Linked DNA regions of Mus musculus: all the other regions are linked to region 3. The links are chromatin contacts, called in public ChIA-PET, Hi-C, HiCAR-type and Micro-C maps. All regions are on one chromosome and are shown on one strand. Each heading gives the region's core, a stretch centred on a gene start, on an enhancer-like site or on the middle of the called end of the contact. The rest is flanking DNA. Distances are from core to core; before and after follow the strand shown. Region 1 overlaps Asb2 (ankyrin repeat and SOCS box-containing 2). Region 2 holds the start of Prima1 (proline rich membrane anchor 1). Region 3 holds the start of Btbd7 (BTB (POZ) domain containing 7). Region 4 holds the start of Asb2 (ankyrin repeat and SOCS box-containing 2). Region 5 holds the start of Fam181a (family with sequence similarity 181, member A).

Evidence for each region. A called contact is a pair of places that touch in the nucleus more often than the background predicts. ChIA-PET counts read pairs in DNA pulled down with a chosen protein or histone mark. HiCAR-type assays count read pairs that join an accessible place to other places.
Region 1: a contact with region 3 is called in an RNA polymerase II ChIA-PET map of memory CD8 T cells, with 20 read pairs. The contact joins the enhancer-like site here to the promoter of Btbd7 in region 3. A contact is called at or near these places in 2 of 39 promoter capture datasets (cranial neural crest and embryonic stem cells), 6 of 484 Hi-C or Micro-C datasets (CD4 T cells, the G1E-ER4 cell line, Th1 cells and 1 more), 1 of 115 datasets of contacts at active chromatin or transcription factors (memory CD8 T cells) and 1 of 9 other capture datasets (liver).
Region 2: a Micro-C map of embryonic stem cells shows a contact between it and region 3, with 5 times the contacts expected there. The contact joins the promoter of Prima1 here to the promoter of Btbd7 in region 3. A contact is called at or near these places in 2 of 39 promoter capture datasets (cranial neural crest and embryonic stem cells) and 3 of 484 Hi-C or Micro-C datasets (all in embryonic stem cells).
Region 4: a Hi-C map of uterus shows a contact between it and region 3, with 3 times the contacts expected there. The contact joins the promoter of Asb2 here to the promoter of Btbd7 in region 3. A contact is called at or near these places in 3 of 484 Hi-C or Micro-C datasets (the G1E-ER4 cell line and uterus) and 1 of 9 other capture datasets (liver).
Region 5: a contact with region 3 is called in a HiCAR-type map of astrocytes, with 3 times the contacts expected there. The contact joins the promoter of Fam181a here to the promoter of Btbd7 in region 3. A contact is called at or near these places in 4 of 39 promoter capture datasets (cranial neural crest, embryonic stem cells and neural stem cells), 12 of 484 Hi-C or Micro-C datasets (Th1 cells, cardiomyocytes, cerebral cortex and 5 more) and 1 of 115 datasets of contacts at active chromatin or transcription factors (astrocytes).

What each region holds. Positions count from the first base shown.
Region 1 is chr12:103,329,735-103,335,047 of GRCm38.p6, forward strand. Asb2 (ankyrin repeat and SOCS box-containing 2) reads right to left here. Exons shown (of 10, transcript NM_023049.1): 5 at 5,115-5,270; 6 at 3,558-3,803; 7 at 611-782. Among named protein-coding and RNA genes, the nearest start is that of Gm15523, 4.5 kb to the right of the region's middle. Within about 2 kb of position 3,342, at least 67 of the 459 cell types and tissues checked have an H3K27ac peak or open chromatin away from gene starts, as enhancers often do. A contact at or near this core is called in the G1E-ER4 cell line, Th1 cells and memory CD8 T cells, where this site is marked.
Region 2 is chr12:103,240,531-103,245,776 of GRCm38.p6, forward strand. Prima1 (proline rich membrane anchor 1) reads right to left here and starts at 1,616. Exons shown (of 5, transcript NM_133364.2): 1 at 1,545-1,616; 2 at 810-932. The coding sequence starts at 902.
Region 3 is chr12:102,876,538-102,881,378 of GRCm38.p6, forward strand. It overlaps Btbd7 (BTB (POZ) domain containing 7), which reads right to left and starts at 1,905. Exons shown (of 11, transcript NM_001377026.1): 1 at 1,679-1,905.
Region 4 is chr12:103,353,749-103,359,161 of GRCm38.p6, forward strand. It overlaps Asb2 (ankyrin repeat and SOCS box-containing 2), which reads right to left and starts at 2,253. Exons shown (of 10, transcript NM_023049.1): 1 at 1,936-2,253.
Region 5 is chr12:103,313,365-103,318,410 of GRCm38.p6, forward strand. Fam181a (family with sequence similarity 181, member A) reads left to right here and starts at 1,595. Exons shown (of 2, transcript NM_001195726.1): 1 at 1,595-1,706; 2 at 2,408-3,701. The coding sequence starts at 2,474. The coding sequence ends at 3,352. Gm29508 (predicted gene 29508) reads right to left here and starts at 1,405. Exons shown (of 3, transcript NR_136894.1): 1 at 1,151-1,405.

The DNA.
Region 1 (5,313 bases), core at 2,092-4,591, 450 kb after region 3:
TGTATAGGTGCTAAATTCCTAGCAATTGGCTCTCAGATGAGTGGGGTGTTGGAGGTGCCAGAGAAAAGCTCACTCCATGGTGTACAAGCTCCCACCATGGTCAGTGTTGTGCTACATGTGAGTGAACATGTTCCTGGGGGGCGGGGCTGCAGTGGACACATGAGCCCAGACAGGCAGCCTCCAGTGCGCTCTGCTCCAGCCCTTGCCAGGTCCCTTCTACGGGGGCCAGCATGGAGCTTAGGTCTGGATGATCTTTCATCACATCATGAATGCGTGTGGACTGTTCATCTCTGTGTTTGTGGGGGGAGAGATTTCCCTCCCACAGACTGCTTCTGGAGAAGTTGAGCTTCTCCCACCCGAGCATGATGTTTAGGGAGGTACCCGGTGACTGGTCCCTGTCCGTTGCTGTGAGCATCCTCAGCAAACAGCTAGCTGACCTGCAGGTTATCTCTGCATCCTCCCACCCCACCGAAAAACAAACCAAACCAAACAAGCAAACAAAGAAAGAGTCCTCTCAGGGGCCATGGAGATCAAGTGCCCTGCCCCGCCCCTGCCCTCCTTAGGCATCCCCGGAGAGCTGTGCTATACACAGTAAGGGCTATGGACTGACCTATAGTTGCCCTTCTTGGAGGCAACATGCAGGGGGAGCAGGCCGTCCTTGTTGGCTTTGTTAGCATCGGCGCCCTGAGAGAGAAGAAACTCTACCACGTCTTCATGCTCATTCTTGCTGGCCTCGTAGAGGGCTGATGCACTGTCACTGGCCTGCGTGTTGATGTCTGCACCTGGAGAGGGAGAAGCAAGCAGAGCCATGAACGATCAGTGGTTCTGCCATAATTTAGTGCCACTGTGTGGTGAGCACCTCCAAGCTAACCACTGGGTGAGTAGGCTGGGCCATGCCTACTGCCTGAATCCAGGAGGACCCATCAGACGTCAGAGCTAAGGTAAGTTCCTTGTCACAAAACCTCGTCTACCCTGTTTCTCTGAATCCATATGGAGTCCTGAGAGGCCAAGTTTTTCATCACAGACCAGGACACAGGACATGAGAGGACTCAGGATAACCCACTCATAGATGTGAAGCTACACTTGAATGTATGGTCGGAAGATGTATTCTAGACTAGGCTTTCAGCCCTCACTACGGGCCCTAGGCTGTGTGCCCTGGCAGCAGCAGCAGCTCCAGCTAGGTACAAAGCTCCTTAAAGGAAATCCTACTGACTGTTAGTTGGATTTGGGGTTGATGGTTGTGGTTGGTTGTGGTTGGTTGGTTGGTTGGTTGGTTGGTTGGTCTGAGGCATCATCTTATGTAGCCCAGGCTCGCCTTGAATTCCATATGTAGCCAAGGATGGCCTTGAACTTTTGAACCTCCTGCCTCTAACTCTAGAGTGCTGGAGATTGGACCCAAAGCTTTGTATAGGATAAGCAAGCACTACCAACTGAGCCACAACCCCAGTCCTGGGCTTGTTTTGTTCTCCATCTGAAATAGGAAAGAACTGGCTTCTGCTATCTTCTTAAGGAACCATGGAGGGACTGGAGAAATGGCTAACTGGTGAGGACCATGTACACATCTTACAGAGGACACGGGCTTCAGTTCCCAGTACCCACAGTGGCTCACAACTACCTGTAACTCCAGCTCCAGGAGATCTGATATCTGTGGGTAGTTATACATCACACACACACACACACACACACACACAAACACCCATACACACACACACACACACACACACACTTTAAAAAAATCATGAAAATAAATTTAAAAAAGAAACTAAACACTGAGCCATGCTTGTAGGAAGGGGGCTGAAGCCTGGTAGCAGCTTCCTGCCATCATCTTATCTTTTACATCTTCTGCATCTCTTGGAGTGAGAGAGCAAACCGGTGTGCACATGATTTCTCTGTAGGCTCCACACTGTAGACGAAGATTAGCTGAGATAGCTCAGTAAAGGCTGAGATCAAAGGCTTGTGTCAGCCACAGCTCCTCTGTCAGAGCCATCTGCTCCTCTCACCCTTTCCGATGACTTCATTTTCAGCAGCGGAGGACTTGTCCTGGCCTTCTGAGAAGAGCACCAGGCCTTGAGGGCTCATCAGGACCATGAAAGTTTCTGTACCATGACTCCCAAGCTCTGGGGCCTTAGACAGCTTTTAGAAGCCTCAGTTTACCTGCTTGTTAGTCAAGAGTCATAGTCCTGCCCTCTCCTGTTTAGGGTGAGGTGTAAATAACATAACAGAAACATAGCACCAGCCTCAGAAGCCACTGCTGTCTAGACAGAGCTCAGGGCAGAGACTGTCCCTTCCCTCAGAGGAACAGTATAGGGACACCTTTAACAAGCCCCTGGGCCTCATGCTTAGGCTCCCCCGCAGGCCTAGGCTTGAGCAAAGCAGCCTGCTCACATAAGGAAAATATTTGTATAGGAACTGGCTTTAACTCCCCATGAAGGGAGCAGTCCCTGCCTCAATATCGGCAGGGAAGAGGGCGACTGCCTGGAGAGGAGGTCCCCCTCACCCACTGCACCCTTGCCCTCAGCACAGCTTGCTGGCCTGGGCTCCAGGACTCCACTGAGTTGTCAGAGTGTTCATTGCAGTCATCCCTGGCTAAGAGCCTTAGTCAGGCCCAGGGTCCATCTCCTAGGCTGAGAGGCAGACACAGGTCAGATCCAGGCTCTTACAGTGAGCAATCACTTAACCTGTCTGAGCCTCGATCCCCTCAAGTATACAGTGGGGTTAGGATGGGTCCCCTGGGCCACACTCTACCTATCTGTCATAGGTCCATGCTTAGCAGGAGGCCTGACACACAGTAGGTCCTCACTGGTTTGTTGCAGCACAGCCCCAACACTTCTGCATAGTCTCGGCCTCTCCAGTTCTCCAGACAGAACTTCCTTCCATTGAGAGGGAAAGACAATCGCAGGAGAGCTTGGAGTGGGTTGTCAAAATACTCAGTTTTTATTCATGTTTTTGAGGTCTTTGCTACTGCAACATCATGGTGCAAGCAGTATGGTTTTAGTTTCTCCTGTTACGGTTTTTTTTGTTTTTGATTTTGTTTTGTTGTTGTTGTTTTTCTTTTTCTTTTTTTTGGGGGGGGGGGGGGAAACTAGGGCAGAGACCTGGGTTCAAATCCCATTTGTATCAATAACCTACTGTGTGATCTTGGACAAATCACTTTCCCACCCTGGTCCTTCCTTGGTTTTTATCACCTGCAAAACAAGGATGTGATCTCCATCTGAGGTCTTTCTGTCCCAGCAGTGTGATGTGTAGTGGTTTGGGCATCAAGAGTCCAAGAATCTAGATAGCTCTACAGCTAATTCCGTAGCTAAGTCACTTCCCCTTTGCAGGCCTCAGATTCCTCTTTTGTGAAAGGAGGATGTTGAGCTCGATCTGAGATAGTAAGACAGGAAGCACCTAGCAGCATCTCTCCATAGCTCTACAGAACCTAAACCTGGCCTAAGAGTCCTCCACACAGCCCTGTGGGGCTCTGGATCAGAGGATGCCACAAGATGACCCCAGTGCAACTTCCCCTCCCAGCTGACCTCTGAGGTCTTTGGTAGCTGTTCTGTGTGGCCACTCACCATGCTTGGCCAGGAACCTCAGGGCCTCCAGCTGCCCACTCTGGGCAGCCACAAACAAAGGGGTGATGCTGTAGACATTCTTGGCCTCCACCTTGGCCCCGCCACTCACTAGGATCTCCATGACCTCCAGGTCATTGCGGGAGACAGACTCGTGCAGTGCGGTCCAGCCCCTGTTACAGCGGTGGTTGGCGTCTGCGTTGTATCGCACCAATATCCTCACCGCCTCCGCGTTCTTGCGCTCACAGGCTGGACCCAGGAGAAGTAAGACAGTCAGTGTAGCCCTGAAGGTTTGACACATCCTTCCAACTACCCTTGAAGAACGCAACGTCAGTGCCTACGTCTGTAAATGAGGTGGGTGGAACACAGAGATGGCAAGCGTCTTACTCAGAGTCACTCAGAGACTAAGTGTCAGTACTGGGATCCAAACCCAGGAAGTCATGCCCCCTAGAATGCTATCTACAGAGCAAAGGCTGCTCATTTAGCTTGGCTTTATCTTCTGAGTACAACCCATCTTTCTCAGCCTCCTCAAACCTCCTCTTCAACTTCCTCTGTCAAAAGACCCCAAATGTGCCCTTGGCTCTGGCCCATAGTTCTCACTAGGGAGCTATAGAGGGTGTTGGAGTCACCAAGGAATGTGAGCCGATTAATGGCTTTTGAAGCCTCCCTGGAGAGGGGACAGCAAGCAGGGGAAACAGCTGCCTATGGTGTTTCAAGGGGTTTCTCTCCCCACCTCATGAGCGCTAGTCTTCTCTCTGTGAACCACACAGCAAAGCCTTCCTAGAGGAGGCTCCAGGGAGGGTCCACAGGAGGCCAAATCCAGGAGCCAGGAGCTGGGGGCTTCGGTACCTAATAGGTCCAACCAAGGCCAAGCCACCAAGCTGGTATTTGGCATGCTTCCTACAGCTCTCTTTGGGACAGCTGAGGTCTCAGGTAACAGCTAAGGGCCCCATAGAAGACACATCCATGTTGCGTTCAGGTGCCTGCAGAATATTATATGTGCTGGATGCCAAATCACAGATGTGCCTTTGGTCCTTACGTCTGAAATGAGAACCCTAGTGCTGAGCTGGCCAGGAGGCTTTTGCTTACATAAACATGGCAGAGGTACACACCCCTTCTCCTACCCTCTGGCTTTTGCCCATGCTGTTGCAGAAGCTTAGCCAGCTGGTAAATCCCTTCCTGTTGGGGTTCAGCCCAGACATCCCTCTGTGAGCACCCCCTCCACACATTCCCACCCAGCCCCTCACCAAACCCTGCATGCTTGTAGTCTGAGTGTGTTCCCATGCTTGATGTAAGCCACAGACATATATGCCCCATCTTTTCAACTAAGGCTCCAGTGACACCCCCTCCCCACCACCCTAGCATGTTGACCTGTGGAAAATGTTGGGTGATCCCATGTGTAAACACAAGATCTAATTAGCATGCATCATGCATTTTGGAGGGGTTCTACCCTCTGCAAAGGGGACCCCTCAGAGCTGGGAATTCATGGGAGCAGTCTGAAAGCTGCCCACTTTACTTCTGGACTTCCTGGCCCATGGGAAGCCCAGCCTAGGGACTCACCTTTGTAAAGTGGAGTCTCCCTGGATTTGTTAGAGATGTCAGGCTCTGCCCCCGCCTGGAGCAGCGACAGGAGGCAATCCAGGTGTTCTCTGCATGTGGCCAGGTATAATGCTGTCTCTTCCTGCAGTGTGCGTTGGTCAATGGTCCCTGGGTAGGCTGGGGAGGAGACCAGAAAATCTGTGATGGAAGGTACCACTCT
Region 2 (5,246 bases), core at 366-2,865, 360 kb after region 3:
AGCCAGGGAGTGTCTCTGCCCAGTGGATGTAACATCTCACACCCCAGCAACAGCAAGGACAGCTACTAACCATGTTTCCTGGGGTCCAGGTGATGTATCAAGCAAACAAGTACTGGCCCCATAACAAGCAGGAAGGAGAAAACCAGGATCAGACCTTAAGTTTCTTGTTTAGTCACCTTGCTGGTAAAGGACTGGTCAACGGGGGTTTAAGGGCAGGACTAGAGAACATCCCATCCAATCACCTCGAGTAACTGGAGTTAGTGGGGGCTTGGTCTCTGTCCTGAAGACTGGGAGGTCAAAGGTGAGGGTTTGTCCTCCAGCAGTCTTGACAGACTGTGTTTTGCATGAATCGTGGGTCACCATCCACCTCCCCAGCCACCACTTAGAAGAAACACAGCCCTTACCCCAGGTTGGAGACAGTTAGTTGGAAGGCTAATTTGAAGTTTAGGGGTCGAATCTGGTAGGAAACAAGGCACCACTGTGGGATTTTTTTTTTGGGGGGGGGTTGGGTTTTTTTTGGTATTGTTGTTTGTTTGTTTATAAGTTTGTTTCTTTCCATAAAAGCTGCAGTAGAGTTCACTATGAGGTCTTAGCACCTTCCTATATCACGTTCATTCAGTACTGCAGGCCTTAGGCCACAACTGAGACTCTTTGCAAAGTTTCTTATTTTTTTTCAGGGTCAGAGCATGTTATACTTGACCAGTTTTTCTTCCTCCCCAAGTATCCCCAAGACCACTCAGTAGGTGGCTGTAGGGGGAGCTCTGAAGTGACCCTACCCCCTTCCCAGGAGGCCTCTGCCCGCTTCTCACCTGAACTAAACCCCAGAGTGGGTGCAGCGCACAGTGCAGCAGAAGTGAGGGCCAGCAGCAGCCATGGCGCAGCACCAGGTCCCGGAGTAGCATCTCGGCCTGCGGCGCCCACTGGTGAGCTAACTGTCAAGGGAGCAAGGCTTGAGTCAGGTGGACACTGCATAAACCATAGCACCAATTCAAGAACCAACTCGATGAGGACTCACTTGCCCCGCACTTTGGGGCACCTGCGCAAAGCAAGTCTTCATCTTCCTTCCAGTGCGCACACACTTGCTGACTCTCGGTGCTTCCCAGAACTCACACCTACCTATCCTGGAGCACACCCCCTCCCCTTCAGAATACCGCATGCACACCTTGATCCCGTGCACACCCCCAGAAACATCCAAACACACTTATTGAACCTCATACAAACCCAGAAACGGCCATGCACAACTCTGACTAGGAGTACGCTTCAAACCCAGAGTGAATCACTCACTCTGCGCGCGCACGCACTGTGACCCCCATGCACCGCCACCGACTCCCGTCCGCACACTTGACTCTGCTTGCACAGTACCACCAAATCACTCGCTGCATGTAGTCTTTCTGCCCCAGGGACTTCAGTGCGCACACTGTCTCATAGGCACCTCCGTACGTGCCCCCATTTGCCGCCCAAACCCCAGCTCCTGTTCCCGGGCAGGCGTAGGTTTTCCTGCACGCCCCCATCACCGCCCGCACCCCTCCGATGCCTCACGCCACCTTGCCTGGTGGCGACCCCCACCGATCGTCGACACGGAGAAGGGAGGTCAGGGTTGCCCCCACAGCAGCTCTGCTCTCAGCAGCCGGACGGCCCCCATTTAAAGCCAGCCGCCTCCCCAGTCCCCCGCCCTCTAGGCGGGGCCTCTAAGCTCACCCTGGCGGCTGCGCGCGCGCTCGGGGGCTTCACTTGCAGAGGACGAGCGCGGGGCGCTGGAGCAAAAGTTTGCGCGCTGCTTGGGCCTCCAGGGCAGCTGATCTGGGAGACCGGGGCGCGGCGCACTCGCACGGAGCTCCAGGCTCCGCTTGGCCGCGCGCGGGCCGGGAAAGGCGGCCACTTCCGAGGTCGGGCAGCCCAGGCAGAGGGTGGGGAAAGTGTCCTCGGGTCCTCCGCGAGCGGGCCGCAGGAGTCCTCCTTCAGCCCAGCCACGGGTCCCTGCGCCGCCCCGGTCCCCGCCCTTCCTGGTGGCGCCGAGCGGCTGCCCGGGGCGCAGGGTGCCCGGGGCCCGCGGGAGGCAGCGGGCGAGAGGCGCCGGCCCGGAGCACCCGCTCCGGCAGCAGGGCCGCGGGCGGAGGCGAAATAAATAATGCACGAAAAAGGAAAACAGACGTGAGCGGAGCCAGAGCCTCGCCCGCCTCCCTCCCGGGCTGCACTCCCGCCCGCGCTCCCCGCTGCCGCGGCCGCCAGCGCCGCTGCAGTGATTCCTCGTCTCCATCTAGCGAGGCTATTGTGTATTGGGCGCTTAATAATTTATTTATTCACCCTAGAGGCCGAGGACTCCCAGTGACAGTGGCAACCTGCTTCTGCTTGCCCTTCCCTCAAGTTCATCCCCCAGGCTGCGGGAAGGTGGTAGTAAGGTCTGACTAGTGGGGACCCCGTCTGTACACTATCATAGCGGCGCCCCCTTTCCCCTGTGTGTGCTGAGCTAGGATGGTGCTGGCTAGCCCTCCAAAGCAATGTGCCTGACCTCCCTCCATTTGGCAATCATGACCTCGGGACCTCTCTATTAACTCCGCTGTGTCTTAGGGGGAGTTGTGACATTTCAGGGAAAGCCTTCTCCCCAGGACTTTTCCTCCACTATCCACAAACTCCTGTTTGATGCAAGATTATCAACAAGTCGGTTCTTCAGGAAGGAGCTGGTTGCATCTCGTTCAAACAAGCTGCATGCTGCTCCTTCCTACAGGAGCCTTCCCAGGCGCCACGCAGGCGCCCTGCTCATCTGGTGATAGCGCTTTATTAAATGCTCTGATTGATGTTCCCTGGAGGTGGGGGTGTGACCATTCCAGTCAAAGTCGCAAAGAGCTGGGCAATTCTGCCTGGGGTTAGGTAAGAGAACCGGAGGCTTATAACCGAGGGTAGATACCACAGCCCACTGGTTAAGAAAGTTACTTAGTTCCCCTTGGCTGTCCCCAAGTCACTCCAGGTAAACTCACAAAAGTACAAAGTGCTTTGCAAAGCAGGTTTCAGACCAATTCTCCTGCAGCTTCCTTCATCAGAGCACAGCAGCAAGGCCTCCCCTTCTTAGTGCGTACCTAGCTGATGAACTTGTGAGCCCCCACACATGCCCAGTTCTACTAGAGAGACTGGCACAGCAGATGTGAATGAGGCCTTCCCTTACCAAGAACCGGGGAGGGGAAGGTCAGAGGACCATGTCAACATGTTGCCAACACTGTGATGCTCCACTGTCATCGAGACAGGGGCCTACACTGATCAAGAGAATGAAGACAAAGTGGTCCAGGGCTGTGGGAATATGCCAGCAGGTCTGGTAGTCCCGTGGACAAAAATATGGAGACATTTGTCCCTTTGTTTATCCAGTCATTTGTTTTGTATAATATTTACAAACACCTAGTTGCAGGAAATATGAAAAAAAATGAACCACCAACTCTCCACGGGGCCGGACCACACTTTCTAGCTCCTGCCGGCTGCCAATTCTCCAGTCACACCTGACCACAGGACCATCTCTCCGGCACTCCCCAACGCCCCGAGCCCATCCCAGAGTTTCTCTCCATACCACGCACCCCACAGTCAGCCATCAGATCCCAGTACCCAGTACTCTTAATGGCATCAAGATTCTTAATGCTTAATTACCCAATCAGATTCATGTATGAATATCACAATTTACAAGATGCCAATAGAATAATTTCAGAGGCAATTGATAATGATAAAAGCTTTATCCCAATATTTCTAACCTTGTGAAATCATAGCTAGTTGTGGCTAGAAAATGCCATGTGGGTACATGTCTGCGGCCATCTTCCTTCCCCTCCTACTCTGAGACACTCCCTCTCTCTGGCAGCAGAGTACTGGGTGCTGGGCACAGCAGAACAGTAACAAATCTTATACCTTTACAGTCAGGGAGTTGGGACAAAGACAATGCTTGATGAGAGTGGAGTTTCCTAGAACAGTGACCAGGACAGTCTGGAAAAGGGCAATGAGGCATAGACCTGAGGCCTGTCCATCAGCTGAGATTAAATGGTGCCCAGTGTTTTCCTGTCTTTGTAGCCTAAGCCAGTTGAAGTATTTTGCCCAGTGCAGGACTCTAGTCTTTAGCAAAGACAACAGCACCTGCTACCTGGAACTTTTTGCTACTTGAAAAAGCTACTCGCATTACATTTTGAATTCACTCTCATCATCCTGGCTAAATCCCGTGATTGTTCCAACTGAGAAGTCCATAGCTCTTTTCTAGGTGGAATCACACAGCTATTTCCCTAAGATTCATAAATACTCACAGCCAATTAAAGGGTTGAGGCATTCCAGGCGGGGATGTAGCTCGGGTGTTAGAATGCTTGCCTACCATGCACACAGCCCTGGATCAGATCCCAAGTCCAACATAAACTGGGCATGGTAGTGCATGTCTCAGGTCCTAGTACTTGGGAGGTGCTGGTAGAGACCCGAAGGTGAGAAGTTTAAGGTCGTCCTTAGCCACATAGCAAGTCGGAGGCAAGCCTGGTGGTTTTGTTTGTTGGTATTCTGTTTTCTGATTCTGGACTGTGTACCTGCCTCTGCACCTGGTCCCCCACTTCCTGGCCCATGAAACTGGGGAGTCTGACACTGGGAACATCACCACCTCCCTTAGAATGAAGACTGTCCTCTGTAGCAGCTCCTTCATGATATCGAAGGACCTAGACTGGTCCTCCAGCCTTTCCCGAGTCCCATGGCTTGTGACGTCTAATGACAAGAATCAACAAGTGACTTCACTAGGAGATAGTTCCCCCACCTGTTGGGAAAACATGGACCAGTTAAAGATAGTCGATGAAAAATGGAGAGAGGCCCAGCTATGGAGTCTAGTGGTTCCATTTGGCCTATTGGGAGGTGTCCAGTAGGTGTGGCAGAGCACTGGACAGCACCCTCAAGCTCCGGCCAGCTTGGCAACACCTAATCTTGTGTTTGCCTCTGTCCCTCCCTTTCCATAGCATGTCACCGCCACCACCTTATTGTTGCTCTAGGATTTTGTTCCTCACCCAACTGTATCTGACAGGTTTCTCCAGAGGAACGAAACAAACAGAATGGATTAATAATAGGTGATTTATTAGACCGGTGTACATAATCAGAGGCCACATAGTTCCACGGGATCTGGCTGCAGGCGTCAGAATCAAGAAATAAAATACTAAGTTCGTGAAACTGGGGACCTCAGAACAAGAGAGAACAACAACCCAGCCCCAGATGAAGGCCCGTGGCTTGGAAGCTTAGAACGTCACTGATGCAAA
Region 3 (4,841 bases), core at 655-3,154:
ATTCTGAAGCCCAAATAAAGGAGAGAAGGGGACTAGGCAGCATAACCTGGAAAAGCAATGTTTTAAATCTTAAGGTTAGAGCCAGATACAAAGAACTTGAGACGCTAATCTTAATCATGTTGGGACAGAGAACACTAATAGGAGTTAGGTTTTACAGAACTACAGAAAGAACGAACCCACGCAAGAATGAGCCAGGCTATAATTTGATGAAAATATAGTTATGGACCTAAGAAAACTTCAAGTGAAATGTTACTAAATTTTATTAAATATGGTGTTGGGTGGGCTGGCCTCTTTAGCAGCTATTTTGAGGTAGCTGCGAGGGTCACAGAGAGATACTCGTTTCTGTGTTCAACTTTACTGTGCAACGGCCTAGGGATTGAGCTGAGCAGCGGTGGTGAAAGCTACCCACAAACAGTAGTGCTGGAGTGGAGTGAAAAGAGCTCTTCCTCACCTGCAGAAGCCGAGATCCTAGTTTAGGTCTCACCCCTCCCCAGCTACATGACCCACAGAATCGCACCTTTCCGCGTCCAATTCCCCCACTTTAGAACACGCCCAATCTCTAAAGGTGTTCCTGACTCCAAAATTCCAAGACCAGTCGAATCACAGCTGCTATGAAGAATGTACGGTTCATATAACTTCAAGTCTTTCTTCCAGACTTACAAAGAAGACAATGTGAGTAATGGGTGAGCCATAGACGCTACGCAGAGACAAAAGATAACGTCTGCTGGAAAAGCTAATTTATCTGCAAAAAACGCTTCTTCCTTGCTCCGTCACTGTAAGAAGCTTGAGCCGAGGGGCCAGTGCCCTGGGCCAGAGAACCGAGACTGCTCTGCAAATTCGGCCTACTCCAGAGTACTTATTATGTGTGCTGGTATGGGAGAGGCGCTGTGGTGGTTCAAAGCGGATACAACACTCCTCGGAGTTTCTCCGAAGACGGCGAGAAAGTTCTCACCCTGGAGTGTGAGCGAGAGCGAGAGTGTGAGTGCGTGGAAGGGAGAAACAGCAGAGCAGGAGGGAAGGTAGGCACGCCTTTCGCCAAGTCCTCCCGGGAGCTAAGCTAGCTTAGCCTCCGCGGCTCCAGCCGAAGCTCCGCTCCGTATTGTCTCCCCCACCTACCTGTCAAAGCTCAACGCCAGTCTCGGTCCTCCCAGAGCACTCACTCCGGGACGCTTTCACTTCGCCCGCGGGGAGTGGTCCTCCCCAGGCCTGCTCCCCCCTCCCCCCCAAGCTCCGGCCCTCCCCAGCGGCCTCACGCCCACCCCGCAGCCCGTAAACAGGAGTCCGCGCCGGGTGTGGGTTCCCGAGCGCAGGGTGCGGCGGGTCCCGCCCCTCGCAGCCCGGCGCTAGGGGCTCGTCCCGGCGGCCACCCGGGCGGGGGTGGGGGAGCCGCGCGCCCTCCGGCCCTGAGCGCCGCGCCTCGGTCACGGCCCGCTCGGCGGCGCGCTGTCCGGCCCGCCCCTCAGGGCGCGGGGACCGGGAGGCCCCCGTCCCGCGCCGCCGCCGGCGCGCTGGGCCCTAGACGGCCGAGCTGGCCAGCGCCTCGGCAACCCCGCGGCGTCCGGGCCTCGGCCGAGGCGCCACCACGCCCAACCACCGCCCCTGCCGGCAGCCGGACGTCCCGGGCCGCGCGGGGCCGGCGAGACGGCTCCTCAAGCCTCGGACACCGAGGGACACTCACCTCGGAGGCTCCTCCCGCCGCGACTGCTGCTGGGACCGCTGCCGTCGCCTCCGCCGCCGCCGCCCCCAGCGCCGTCGTCCGCACTGGCGCCAGCCCCCGCGGCCATTCTCCTCCAGCCGCCGCCGCCGCCCTCCCCTCTCCTGTCAGTGGCTTAGGCTCCGGGACCACTCCAGGTTCCCCCCGTCGCCATTTTGACTCCGACAGGGAGCAGGAGGGGCTCGCCTCGCGCGGCCCTGGCGCGCCTGCGCCGCTCTGCGGAGCCGGACGGCCCCGCCCGCCCCCGCTGTCGGCTCGCCCACGTCACGTGACCCGACGTCGGCGCGCCGGCTTGGGGAGGAGGGGCAGGCTAGGGAGGCGCGTTCCCAGGGGCTCAGGCCAAGAGGCGAGTGCGCGCGCATTCTTCTGGCTCTGCCTGCCCGAGGGAGGTGCGAAGGGGCGCGGGGTACTTGTTGCAGCATCCTGCACAGCTCCGGGAATTGTAGCTTGTTATTCTTTGTATCTAAATGGAATAATCATCGCTATGCAGGGGAAGGCCAGTTCCACTGTTTCGTTTCCTCTGGGCAGCCGCCACCCACCGGGTGTTGGCATAAAATGCTTGCCTCAAAAAGAACTGCGATCCGGAGGAAAATTCCTTCCTGGCCGACTTTGCGTTTCTGTGGCTTCTTTTTTGTTAAGAATTTCTAAAACTATTTTGTCTTCTTGGTACTTTTATATGTAGTACTTTGCTAGTTACCTAGTATTTGAGAAAAAAAAGATACTGAAAAGTTTCAGTAACAAAGAACTAGGCTGATGGAATTCACAGTGCCCCCCATGGGAGAGCCAGATCTCTTCCATAAACAGCCCTTGTTTGTGATTTTGCCATAATTACAGCGAGGCAGTAACAAAAACGGCTTACATTTATGGAGTGCCCTACAGTTTTCAAAACACAGTTAAATACATGGTTTCTGTCTGGATGCCAAAACTGCCCTTTGAGGTAGCTGGGACCCGCGTTATTATCACTGTTTTACAGCTAGGGAAGCGGGCAAGCCAAGCCAAGAATCCAGGCAGTGTCCTTCAGGAATTTGCGTTTTCCGTCTTTCCCTAGTCTTTCCTGTTACATTTCTTTTTTTGATAGTGTTAGATTAATTTTTTATGTGTATGAATGTTTTGCCTGAATGTATGTGCGCCACATGGGTGCCCACAGATCCCCTGAACTAGAGTCACAGATGGTGGTATAGTCACCATGTGGGTGCTGGGAATCGAGCCCAGGCCCTCTGCAAAAGCAACAGGTGCTTTAAATCACTGTTCCATGTTTTGGGCCTCTTTATGGTCATTTTAAAAAGGACTTCTGAATAAAAAGCTCCTGTCCTTAGTTCCTCAATAAATTAACTCGATTTAACCTAATCAATTAAAGATTTAACCAGCCCTTAACACTTATTTACTTTCTCAATGGATTGGGGTATGGGAGGGGAAAAGTATTTGTATTGAGACCCATATGTAGCCTAGGCTAAACTTTGGCTTGCTGAAATTGACCTTGAACTGTTCCTAGTTCCACCTAAAGCACTGGGATTACAAGGGTGTGTATCATCAGGCCCATCAATCCACTTTGCTTGATGACCGACTTCGTTCAGTTGACTGTGTGCAACATTGCTGATATATGGGTCATGATAGTCAAGTTAGAGCTTGTGGAACTTGGTCCAATAAATGTACCCTTTTCCACTTCTCTGGGAGATGGATTTGAAATTTGCTTTTGAGGTTCCATGCCCTTGGCTCTCTATGAATAAAAACTGTGTTTTGCAAGTCTGTTTTTTTTCTTCTTCTTCTTTTTTCCTGGTTGGTGGTATGTTGTATACAGGTTTAGATAAGTTTCAAAGGATAGAAGCAATGAAATTTTGTCATGGGTTTGGCTTCTGTAGGTTTTTTTTTTTTTTTCCTGTTTTGTGGTAAAAAGGGTTCCAGCCCCTTCTTTTTCTTTTCTTTTCTTTTCTTTTCTTTTCTTTTTTCTTTTCTTTTCTTTTTTTCTTTTCTTTTCCTTCCCTTTCTTCTTTCCTTCCTTCCTTCCTTCCTTTCTCTCTCTCTCTCTCTCTCTTCTTTCTTTTTTGTTTAATTGAATATGTGGGGGGTGTGTGTGTGTGTGTGTGTGTGTGTGTGGTTGTGCAGGACAGAGGACAAACTCAGGAGTCAGTCTTACCCTTTCCCTTTGAGGTAAGTCACTTTTTATTTCTGTCCAGCTGGCCTGTGAGCTCTCTGTCTCCCATCTCTCCGAAGTAGCACCGAGATTATAGATGAAGAGACTGTGTGCAGCTTTCCACGGGTTCTGGAGGTCTCATTCAATTGCATGGCAAGCACTATACCCCTATCTTCCTAGTCTCTGTAAAAGAAAATTTGAGCTTTCTTGTTTTAGTGATTTGGTATTCAGTTAAAGGGCATAAATTGTTTCTGTCAACTTCTAATAGAAGAACTGTTATTTCTTTGAATATTTTCCTGACCTTTTAAAAACATTTTAAAGTATATTGTATTTTCCCTATTGAATTATTAACTGCTTTCTTTCAAAAAGGAGTTCCTCTTGGATTTATTAGTTTACCGTTTCCTGGTGCAGCATGCAGGCTGCCCCTATTCTAATTCCTGAAGGTCTGTCAATTATATCAGAAACTGTAACTGTTGTTCAAAAAAGGATTCTGTTTACTCCAGTTCTCCTTCCTGCTTCCAGAGCCGCCTAAAGGTGGCTGCCATCTCCTATGAGATGTTATGGCTGCCCTCCGATCTCTGAGAAAGCCTGAGAGCACCCAAAGGAGGACCCAGAAATTCACCCTGCTCACCGATATGTCAGAGTTAAGGACAACTAACAGAAATGACAGTAATGTCAGGGGTAATGACAACAGGATTCGTGCAGATCCAAGGGACAGACTCTGATGCTCAACATTTGGTTAAGAAACAACAAGAGAACTGGGTACATGCTGCCCACTGGTTTCTGGAAGCTCCTGACTCACAGCATCAAGAAGCTGGACGAAAGCCGGGTGTGGTGGCGCACGCCTTTAATCCCAGCACTTGGGAGGCAGAGGCAGGCAGATTTCTGAGTTTGAGGCCAGTCTGGTCTACAGAGTGAGTTCCAGGACAGCTAGGGCATCTCACCGTGCTGGGATTACTCGCAGTGTTTCCTTCAAGAACTCAAAACCATAGGAAA
Region 4 (5,413 bases), core at 1,003-3,502, 480 kb after region 3:
GAAATGCCGAGCTCTGCCATCTGCCAGCAGCCTGAGGTGACAGTGATGGGTGGGCACGGCTGGCCACTCCTCCCCCTGCAGGCAGCCGAGGACTCTGCAACTTAGAAGAGGGAGGACTCTGGACAGGCTGGAGACAATAAGTGTCCCCTGCAGGGGGGTTCTTAAATCTAGTCTGTGGACAACACTTAAAGACGCCCTAAAGGTACCAGGGAAAGGTCCTAACGGTTCACAAAGATGCTGACTGCCACTGCGTCTGGCCTGAAAACTGCAGGGGCTATGAATGGGAGCCCTTGAGGTCCGGGAGTTTAGCCTTGATTCTTACTTTCAGCATCTCATTGCTGCCCAGCTCCAGACAAGACCTTTAACCGCTCACAACCTCAGTTTCCAAATCTTGAAAAAAGGGTATCAACATTTACCTCATGCTCATGGTGGCCTTGAGAGCGGACAGGGAAATAATCCACCTCTATTAAGTCTTTGGTGGGTACCGGCTAACATGAACTGAGTTGTTCTTCATTATAAAAGCATTTCAGACTCCCACATGGAGGAGAAGGACGGTGCTCCCAATCACTGCCGCAAGAACACTGGTGGTCAGCACATACCAGGTGTGCCTCCTTACGCCAGGAGGGACCATACATACGAGATGGTTTCTTCTGGTGGGCACAGGTCCGTGTTTTGAACAAGAATGAGCTAACAACCACTAGTGGCTAAGGTTGGGCTGTGGCTGGGGGCTGGTCTGGCAGTCTGCCTGAGCCCCTCTGAATTCCCTCAAACCCTTTCCTCACACAGACTCCTTGCAGAAGGAGAATTTTCCTGCCCCAAGCAGGTCTTGGTCACATCCCTGCTGTCCCTTCGTGTCACCGGCCTGTTCATGTCAATCCATCTCCCTGGCAATGAAGGATATAGCCCAAGATAAATCCCTACCTATCTCCCCTTTGCTTATACACTTTGCAAGTATGTTTCCTCTCCCTCTGGTCCTGGAGTGACCACTCCTTTCTCCAGCCTCCACGAAGGCTTCATCTCCCTCCCACCTCAGGGAGTCTTTCCCTCAGCAGCCCCACCTTTCCCAGTTCACATCTCCCTCTCAGCTGTCCCTCCATCCCTTGCTCAGCGTGATGGTATCCCATCTGTCCTTTCCAAGACCTCCTTAAATATGGCATATGTACATGTACACATATGTATATATGAGATAGTTCTGTATCTCTGCATCCCATAGTTTTTCTTCACTCTCATCTAGGTAACATTTCTCATTCCACACCCTCTCCTAAGCCTCCAGAAATGGCAAGCAAAGCCCACGGCACCCGGGTCGTCATCAGTCACACATCACAGTTCATGCATAGCCCTCTTAGTGTAACAGACATGAGTACTCTTGCAGGAAAACAGCCATCATTGGCTCAGTCTGGAAGCGTTTCCAAAAGTCACCTGTCTGACACAAACAACACCAAAGACCCTATGTGCCCGACAATAGCTTGGGTGTTCACTTTTTTCACACGTCCATGTTTTGAAGCACACAACAGAGTGGTATGCTAAGCCAGAGTCCTCCAGAAGGATAGCTACCATGCATGCAGAGTACTGGTTCACTGCTTCCCTGCCAGAGCCAAAGTCTCCATTATGTGCAGAGCTGGGGAGAAGGGGAGGGGAGACAGAGAGAGACAGAGAGAGAGACACACACACACAGAAAGAGAGAGAGAGAGACAAAGACAGAGACAGAGAGACAGAGAGACAGAGAGACAGGGACAGGGACAGAGACAGACAGACAGAGACAGACAGACAGACAGACAGACAGACAGACAGACAGACAGAGACAGAGAGAGACAGAGAAAGGCATGGCCACAGTTTGGGTACAGGTCTCAGTGGGTCCTGAAGCTGCAGGTCCCATCCCACTCAGCAATTCTTTTCAAAATCTCTATCCATGACCAAGTCAAAAGCAAGCATTACCTGCAAGGCTCTGCGGCAGGGGCACAGGTCTGGGCAACAAAGAGATTTTTTCTTGACTGTCTGAATTCAGAACATGCTCTCTGAGTTTGCCTCCTGTGCTGGCCCTGAGCTTCCAGCTGTTGTGCCAGGCAGCTCTGAAACACTCTCCTTTGAAGCAGGGAGTTTATTTCTGGCCCACCGCATGACCACGGATGTCAAGCCAAGCTATAAGACGTTATGACTCTCAGATTTCCCTTCTGAAGATCGCACTAAGGAAGCCGTGATTCCGCCCTCCACTCCTCCGAGGGCACGGGAGACAGGCTCCCGCTTCAGAGAGCATCCTGGGCTTCGGCCCTCACGTGATGTCATCATTTGTGATCCTTGACATGGAGCCCATATATGGGTATGTTTCTAGAACTACCCAGGCGGGAGCTGGAGAGGAGGGAAGTGCAGGAAGACAAGACAGGGAGGGCACACAGAGAGACACAGAATTGAGAAAGAGAAGAAAAAGCAAGGGAGAAAGAAGGAGAGCCCTAAAGTAGAGGCAGGAAAAGAGAGATGCATGAGGGCCCTTGCATAATACCCTTGAGAAAATTCAAGGGTCAGTGTCGGGCATGCAGCAGGTGGCCAAGGCTAACATTTAGAGACACCAGCTGTCCAGAATTGGATGCTCTGGGGTGAAGCCAAGGAACACAGGCCAGAGCACACACCAATGGACCAATGAGCATAGAGAATCCTGCAATCCCGGAAAGGGTCAGCTACAGAAGGGACCTACTACCCCAGGTCTGGGAAAGAGTATCTCCATTTCTGGACTAGGCGATCCAAGAGAAGAGTCTGTTCCCTCTTCTCCTTTGGATGTTTGGTGTTCTTAGCCACGTACTTGGGAACAGAAGGCAAGGGGGAGTAATGTTTGTAGACATCCAAAGTTAGGCCGCGGGAAACCATTTGTAGATGCATGTTATGAGAAAGTCCTTGCATACCACAAACAGGGGCCCAGATAAAAGAGACATTGAGGGAGAAGGGAGATGGCAGGGAAGCTGATGGCTGCAAACCCTGAGCAAGGACCTGTTTAGAAGTGGGCCCTTCTCCAGCCCCAACAGATGCCCCAGACAATGGCAGAGAAAAGTCATCCAGGCTACATACTCCTGACCCTCAAAATAATAAGGTGGGCCAGGTGTGGTGCCACACACCTTCAATACCAGCACTCAGGCAGAGGCAGAGGCAGAGGCAGAGGCAGAGGCAGAGGCAGAGGCAGAGGCAGAGGCAGAGGCAGAGGCAGAGGCAGAGGCAGAGGCAGAGGCAGAGGCAGAGGCAGAGGCAGAGGCAGAGGCAGAGGCAGAGGCAGAGGCAGAGGCAGAGGCAGAGGCAGAAGCAGAAGCAGGTGGATCTTTATAAGTTCAAGGCTAGCATGGTCTACATAGCAAGTTACAGGACTGCCAGGGCTACCAAGTGAGACTATCTAAGACAACAATGGTAGCTATCCTTCTGGAGGACTCTGGCTTAGCATACCACTCTGTTGTGTGCTTCAAAACATGGACGTGTGAAAAGAGTGAACAGCGATGCTATTTTCGGGTGCAAAGGATCTTTGGTGTTGTCTGTGTCAGACAGGTGACTTTTGGAAACGCTTCCAGACTGAGCCAATGATGGCTGTTTTCCTGCAAGAGCACTCAGTGTCTGTCACACTAAGAGGGCTATGCATTAATGGTGATGTGCTCAGAGCTAAAGGCACTGTCTCCGGAAGGCAAACAAACAAAAACCGGGACTCAACTTCATTCTCTCTTCCTGTTGGTGTTAAGATGCCGCCCTCAGTCCCGTCACGGCTTGTGACAGACCAGCAGCTCCCTGGTCTTAGGGAGTGTTATGACTTCTCCATCTGGAAGGGCCCTTGGATGTTCTGTCCAGACCCTTTGCTTTCCAGCTGAGACCCAGAGAGGCACTGTGACTCCTCTGAGCACTCAGCAAAGAAAGGCCATAACAATCTGCACGCTGAAGACTGTAGCCCATGGGCTCAGATGCCAGTGTCTTGCAGTTGAGACACTCCTGTGACATAGGGAGGGACCTGGGCTTTTGGTACCTGACTCAATATGGAAGACATGGAGCATGGTCCAGTAGGAATAAGTATGCTGCAGCAGGGCCTTGACTACTTCATCTCTGATGCCCCAACCCAGGGCTCCATAGGTCAGCTGACTTGTACCTCCAAGTGCTGGTAATGGGCTAATGGTTCAAGCCACTCCATGTTCAACATGTGGGATTTCCCACCTCTGAGTATTATCCATTTCTTGATGGATTTATTATTATTATTATTATTATTATTATTATTATTATTATTATTATTAATTATTCAGTAGCCATTTTAACTGCAAGTCCCTGATGACGAATCTTACTGAGCATCTGATAACTTGGAGTAGTGATTTCTGGGGCATTCCATAGTCGCCATCATCAAGGAAGGTCCAAGAGCAGCCTAGCAACCATCTTCCAGAAGACAGGAAATGGTGAAATGGGGACAGGCACAAAAACTGTAGGAGAATCAGCCTGAAGGAAAGAATTTTCTAGAAGCCCCAGGACCCCTGTGAAACTGTGGGATCTCTCCTGCAGGACCCAAAGGAGTGGTGAGGTTTAAAACCCAGACCCCCTTTTTGCCAGAGACCCCTATTCCAGGAAGGATGGAAGGAGCAAGCAAGCAGAGAAGAGACAGGCAGAGGCTGTGAAAACTGGTCGGGGACAGTGCCAAGGCTCAGGATGACGTCGGTCGGAGAGTGGAACATCACTGCTAAATTAAGCACCCTGTAGCCCGATGTCCTGGCCGGGGCCCTCACTACCTCGATAGAAATTTATTTTGGTTTCATGTAACCGAGATGAAGAGAAACAAACAAGAGGCCAAGGCTGGCTCTAGGAGCATTTAGAAGGAAGGTCAGGACAAAAGCAGACAAAGGCTGGGTCCTGGGAGGCAGAAGGGGGCACAGTGAAAGGGTTTGCAGGAGGGGGATGCTAGGGTCCTCAGAGGTCAAGGCAAACTCCAGGGAGGGAGCTCATCTTCCCCCGTTGACAGGCTGCCAAAGTAACACTGTGGTGGTCCTCAGATGCTCAGGAGTGTACTAGGTTAGCCTTGCACACACAGGACCACCCTGTGGCAGAAAATGCCCACTGCATCCCCAGTTTCCAACATGGGCCCTGGAGGCAGAGAACCCAAGCCCATTCTTAGCTTAGGGACCCATCTGTAGCTTTTTCTTCTGAGATAAAAGTGAGACAATCCCCCATGGTTGTTGTGGGGATTCAGCCAGATCTCAAAGCTCAAGTTGCCCACCCCACCCCTCCAGAGCTGAGTGGGCAATGGTCTGAGAACATTTCTCCCTCCCACACCCACCTGCAGAAGAGAAGTCTCCTCCCACCGCTCTGGAATCAGAGGGCCAAGGCAGTCAGGGAGCCTGGGACTGAGTTATTCCAGGGGCTGCTGCTGGTCCTTTCAGTTGGCCAAGACACTTGGCCCCCTGTGAGGTTG
Region 5 (5,046 bases), core at 345-2,844, 440 kb after region 3:
CTGGGGACATGCTGCAGAATTTCCCCTTCCAAAGCCCTGACGATTAAGATAGCAGTGGCATAGCCCACAGTTAATGCAGAGGCTGCTGCAGAGGCCTTCCCCGTGCCAAGCCGACGTAGGACAGAGCACACGAAGGGCTCTGGAGAGTCTAATGTGAGCTGGTTACCAGGACAGGGGTCCTAATGCCAGCAGCACACCCTTGTTTGTTCTGCTCTGGCTCTGCACAGAGAGCATGTGGAGCTCTTGGAGTTAGAGCTGCAGCTCATTAGCCCTGGGCCGTCTCCTCCAGAGGAGGGAACTTAGGGCTACTCTAGACAGGTGCCTCATCCCTACAGCAGATGTCTCTTGGTGCCACTCCTAAGTCAGGGTATGCAACCATGCCTGTGGTATGAAGCTGTGGGCCACTATGCAGTCGGAGACAGAAGAAGATGACAGAAAGACAGGGAAAGGGGAGGAAAGTGGACCTGCGGGGGTCCACTGAGCTGGCTAGCATGGAGACCCTGCCCGGGAGCACTTCCCAGACAGTTCTCCTTCACCGGGCTGCTCTCAGCCTCACCTTCTTTCTGGGCATTTGATGGGCAGGGCCACGGCAGCCTGGGCTCCCTCACTTGCTCCAACTGAGCGGCCCTGCTTGCAGCCCTGCCGGCGTTGGCACGGTGACAGTAGCCAAGTGTGCAAACTTGTGCCATTGTCCCTGGGCCAGGGGGAGCCATGGAGACTAGCTAATATGACACAGGAAAATGTTTGCTGATGGCAATTCTATGGGCTTTGTCCACCTCTTTCTCCATCATGACGACTCGATTTAAGTCCCTAACTGTTTGACTACAAACGCAAGGGGACCGTGCAACGCCACCCTTTTGTCCGGCCGCACTGAATGGGCAATTCAGGCTTTGTGCAGCTCAATTGAGGAAGCAAACATAAAGACAAGATTCCTGAGAGCCTCGGCTCCCTTCCCATGGATATCCCAGCACCCCTCAGCCAGCCCGCCAGGGCTACCTTTCCCCACATCAGTGCACCTCTCAAATCCATCCCAGGGGGACCCTTCAGGAAGGACGGTTGAAAGAGGTGAGAGACACGAGGCCAGAGACAGAGTCAGAGAATGCACACTCAACACTCAAGGGCAGAGGAAAAGCAGCCCACTCCGGCTTACCCCATCCGATTGTCTGTCTGCACTGGAGCATGGCAGCTGGAGACCTGAAGTATCTGGGGAAGGTTGGGTGCCTGTCTCACTGTGCCCAGCCCTCCTTGATCCTGAATACTTTTTGCGCGCACACACACACACACACACACACACACACACACACACACACACCTCAAGAAACCAGGTTACTGAGGTCAAGGGGAGGAGTGGGTATGGAGACTGGAGAAAAGTGGGGCTGAAGGGTAGAAATTTACCGGGAAATGATTGCATTTGGGAGCTGTCTTTTTTTGTGATGGTCCCCATGGTGACAATTTGTGACGGCAAAGAATGTGGGACCGGGGCTCCGCCGCCTGATTGGGATGCTTTGTATCTGGAGAGGCGCTCCTGATTGGCCTGAGGGCCCCCCAGCTCCGGACTTGTCCTCCATTCAGCCCACTCAAGGGCTGTGCACAACTGCTTCTCAGCCTGCACGGAGCTCACTGCACGCCAGCTCGTCAGGCTTGCGGGGGTCTACGGTGGGGAACCTGCCGGCCACGTTGGCGGGGGGCCCTGGCCTTCACCTTCGGTCAGTACGGAGTCCCAAGTGGTTTGGCCTGGCTGGGTGGAGGGCAGGGCGTGAGCGGACTAGAGCCTTGGGGGAGGGGCACAGTACTGTGGGTGGTGGCCGAGGAGGCATGAAATTGCTGCAGATGCTTCTACAGGGGAGTCCCTGCGGCCGGCAGGGATGAGCCTTGAAGGCAGGTCTAGATTAAGTGCTAGACAGAGATCCTGCCTGGCCCTGTGTGAGAGTTGGGGGTGGAGCGTGGGGACTGCGGAGGGGGCGGGGTGGTGGGAGGGGAAGGCCACCACCAAGGAGGGGGAAGGGGGCTTGGCCTTCTTTAGAGGATTTCTTTGGCTTTGAAAATAAAAACTTGAATGGTGAGTCGTGCGCGCTGGCCTTCACGATGTGTGGGAGATGCGACCAACTGGGAATGTAGCCCCAGCAATGCCACTTGTAGCTGGGTGGCTTTGAGCAAGGTGTTTGCAGTTTCTGAGCCTTGACTTCCAGAAGAGGGCAACAGGCCCCAGAAGACTGAATGAGATAGTTGACACCTGTCTCATCTCAGATAGTCAAAAGGTGCTGAATAACGACTCACCAGCCCCATTGTGGATTCTGTTTGGGACAGAAGAATGGAGGATGTGTGCATTGGGTCCTGGTGGCCCTGGGGAAGGCGTAACTGCCCTGGAGAGACTCCTGCTGCCTATTGCATTCATTGTGTTCCCTAGGTCTGCCCTGTGCGCTCCTCCAGAGCCCATGCTCTTCATGGAAAGCCCTGCACAGTTCTCGTGGTGATGGCAGCTGACAGTGACGTGAAGATGCTTCTGAATTTTGTCAACCTGGCGTCCAGTGACATCAAGGCGGCCCTGGACAAGTCCGCACCCTGCCGCCGCTCTGTGGACCATCGCAAGTACCTGCAGAAGCAACTCAAGCGCTTCTCTCAGAAGTACTCGCGGCTCCCTAGGGGCCTGCCTGGCAGGGTGGCAGAGCCCCACCTGCAGAGGGGACCTGAAGAGAGGCCTGGACGGCCACCCCTCCATCCCTGTCCCCAATCCAGCCCCGGTGGGGGTGGGAGCTGCACAGAAAAGGCCCTGGGGACCCCCTTTAGGGAGGAATGCCTTTCTAAGGATCAGGGCTTCCGGGGGCTGAATCCAGAGGCTGCTAGACCCGGCCAGGTTCCCATGAGGAAGAGACAGCTGCCCGCCTCGTTCTGGGAGGAGCCAAGGCCCACTCTCAGCTACCCAATGGGGCTGGAGGTGGGCCTGGCCCCCAGGGAGGCATCTTTGTATGAGAATAAGAAAAACTGCAAGGGTCTGGAGTCCCTGGGGCCCGAGACTGCTCCACTGCCCATGTCCCCAAGGGTACTAGCTGACACGGAACCACTCAAGATGTCTGGGGTATCCTTGGTAGGCAGCCTGGATGCTTGGAGCTACTGCCCTTTCCAGTCCCATGGACAGCCCATCTTCCCGGGTCTCCCAGGGGTCCTGCCTCAGGGCCCAGTACCCAGTCTGGGCCTGTGGAGGAGAAGCCTGGCCTCGCCTGTGGATCTGGCCCACTTCTGCAAGGGTGTGGACACCCCAGGGCCCAAAGTGTACAGACCCGTAGTTCTGAAGCCTATCCCGACTAAGCCAGCCATGCCTCCCCCTATCTTCAATGTCTTTGGCTACCTCTAGCTGAACACCCTCAGCCCTCTCTCTTTTGGCCTCCAGGATGGGGGTCAGTCACTGACAAGCTCTCCGTGTGAGGAGGGAGCTGGGCAGGGGCCTGGCCAGGCTGCCTCAGGGACAAGGCTCCTCAGACAGGTACCTATGCGGAGGGAGCTTGCAGCTTGTGGACCAAGGCACAGGAAAACACGGGAAGTGAAACCCTAGTGTGGCAGCTGCCCATCACACACCTGTTCAGCTGCCATACCCCCCGCCCCCCCGGGGGGGGGGGCGAGGGGGCATCTCGCTTGTTCATTCTGTTCTTTGTAAATATTGAGAAAGTTAAAAAAAATTAAAAATAAAGATTTCTTTTCCAGTTTCCACCTCTCGGGTGTCATGAAGTGGGATGGTCCCGGATGCAGGGTCGGCATAGAGAATAGCTACTACAGGTGGGAGTGGCCTGAGGCTTCTGAGATGCCTGGAGGTGGGTGCTGGGAAACACATCTTGATTCCTAGGAAGAGGTGAGAGGGGATGCGGGAAGGGCTCGGGGGAAGGATGTTCGGTCCAGACATCTGAAGGGAGAGGTGGGCCAAGTCCGGATTCCCATGGTTCATGATGCTCAGGGAGGTAGAGATATAATTTTGGTGTGTCTGACTGTGCCAGAGTGGCACAGTGCTGGTCAGAGAGAAAACCAGGACAAATGGGACGTCAGTTTCACGTGACCAAGACAAGTGGTTTGACCAAGCCGTTCCTTTTAAGCATGAGCAGTGATTATATGTCCACAGTGAACCAAACCAAGCCCAAATTCCAGAGCTCCAGAACCCCAAAGGCACAGTCTTTTGACTGATCCAATCATATTCTGATTTCTCTCAGCCATAGCAATGAAGTGTTATCTGTGGCTCAGCAGAAGTGTGTGCTGGGGGAAGGAACAGGCTTATCCTGATAGCCCCCAGACAGCAAAGCTTCCTGACCAGCACGGGTCTAGCTAGGCATGCTCTAACGAGGATGGGCTACACAGTTTATCAAATTATGCTCTTCACAGCCAAGACTCGTGCTGGGCAAGCCTCTGCTCCCCACACAGGGAAACTCTGTCACGTACGCTGATGTATTCAGTACTGACTGTCTCCCTCATGGCCTGCCTCCGAGATGGTCCTTAGCTAACTGGGCATCCAGGATTAGAGGCCGCACATGGCCCTTCGCCTCTAGCCTACTTTTCCCCCAAGGCCCACCAGAACAGCGAGTCCACCGGAAAGGGGGCAGCTGGCAAAGGAGATGTGAGTGGTGTTCTGGATCTTTCTGCCTAAAGGCACCAGAAGATTTCCGAGTCACAGTTGCTGACATGACACATGTCCTCAGTCATTTTCTGGCATGTGAGAGGGCAGGTCCTTAGGCTATGCTTGGTCTCAGAGATCACTGAGGGTCCAAAAGCAGGTGTGTGCCCTCTTTTACCCCAAAGCACCATCACAGAGACTCTCTGAGCCCACTGCAACAGTTCTCAGCCTCCCCCAGACTGTATAACAGAGCTCAACACCCCAGTCCTGCCAGCTACTACTCAAGATACTTGTCTACACTGAAATGTCCTCACCCCAAAAGTGAGACGGGGCACAGACTTGCTACATGGGCTGTTTATAGATAAGGGTCTGGTCCTCCTGTTACGTGAAGTTGTCTCCTGCACTTAGGCACCTAGAGGTCCTTCCATGCTGGCAGGTTAGAAAGTCATACT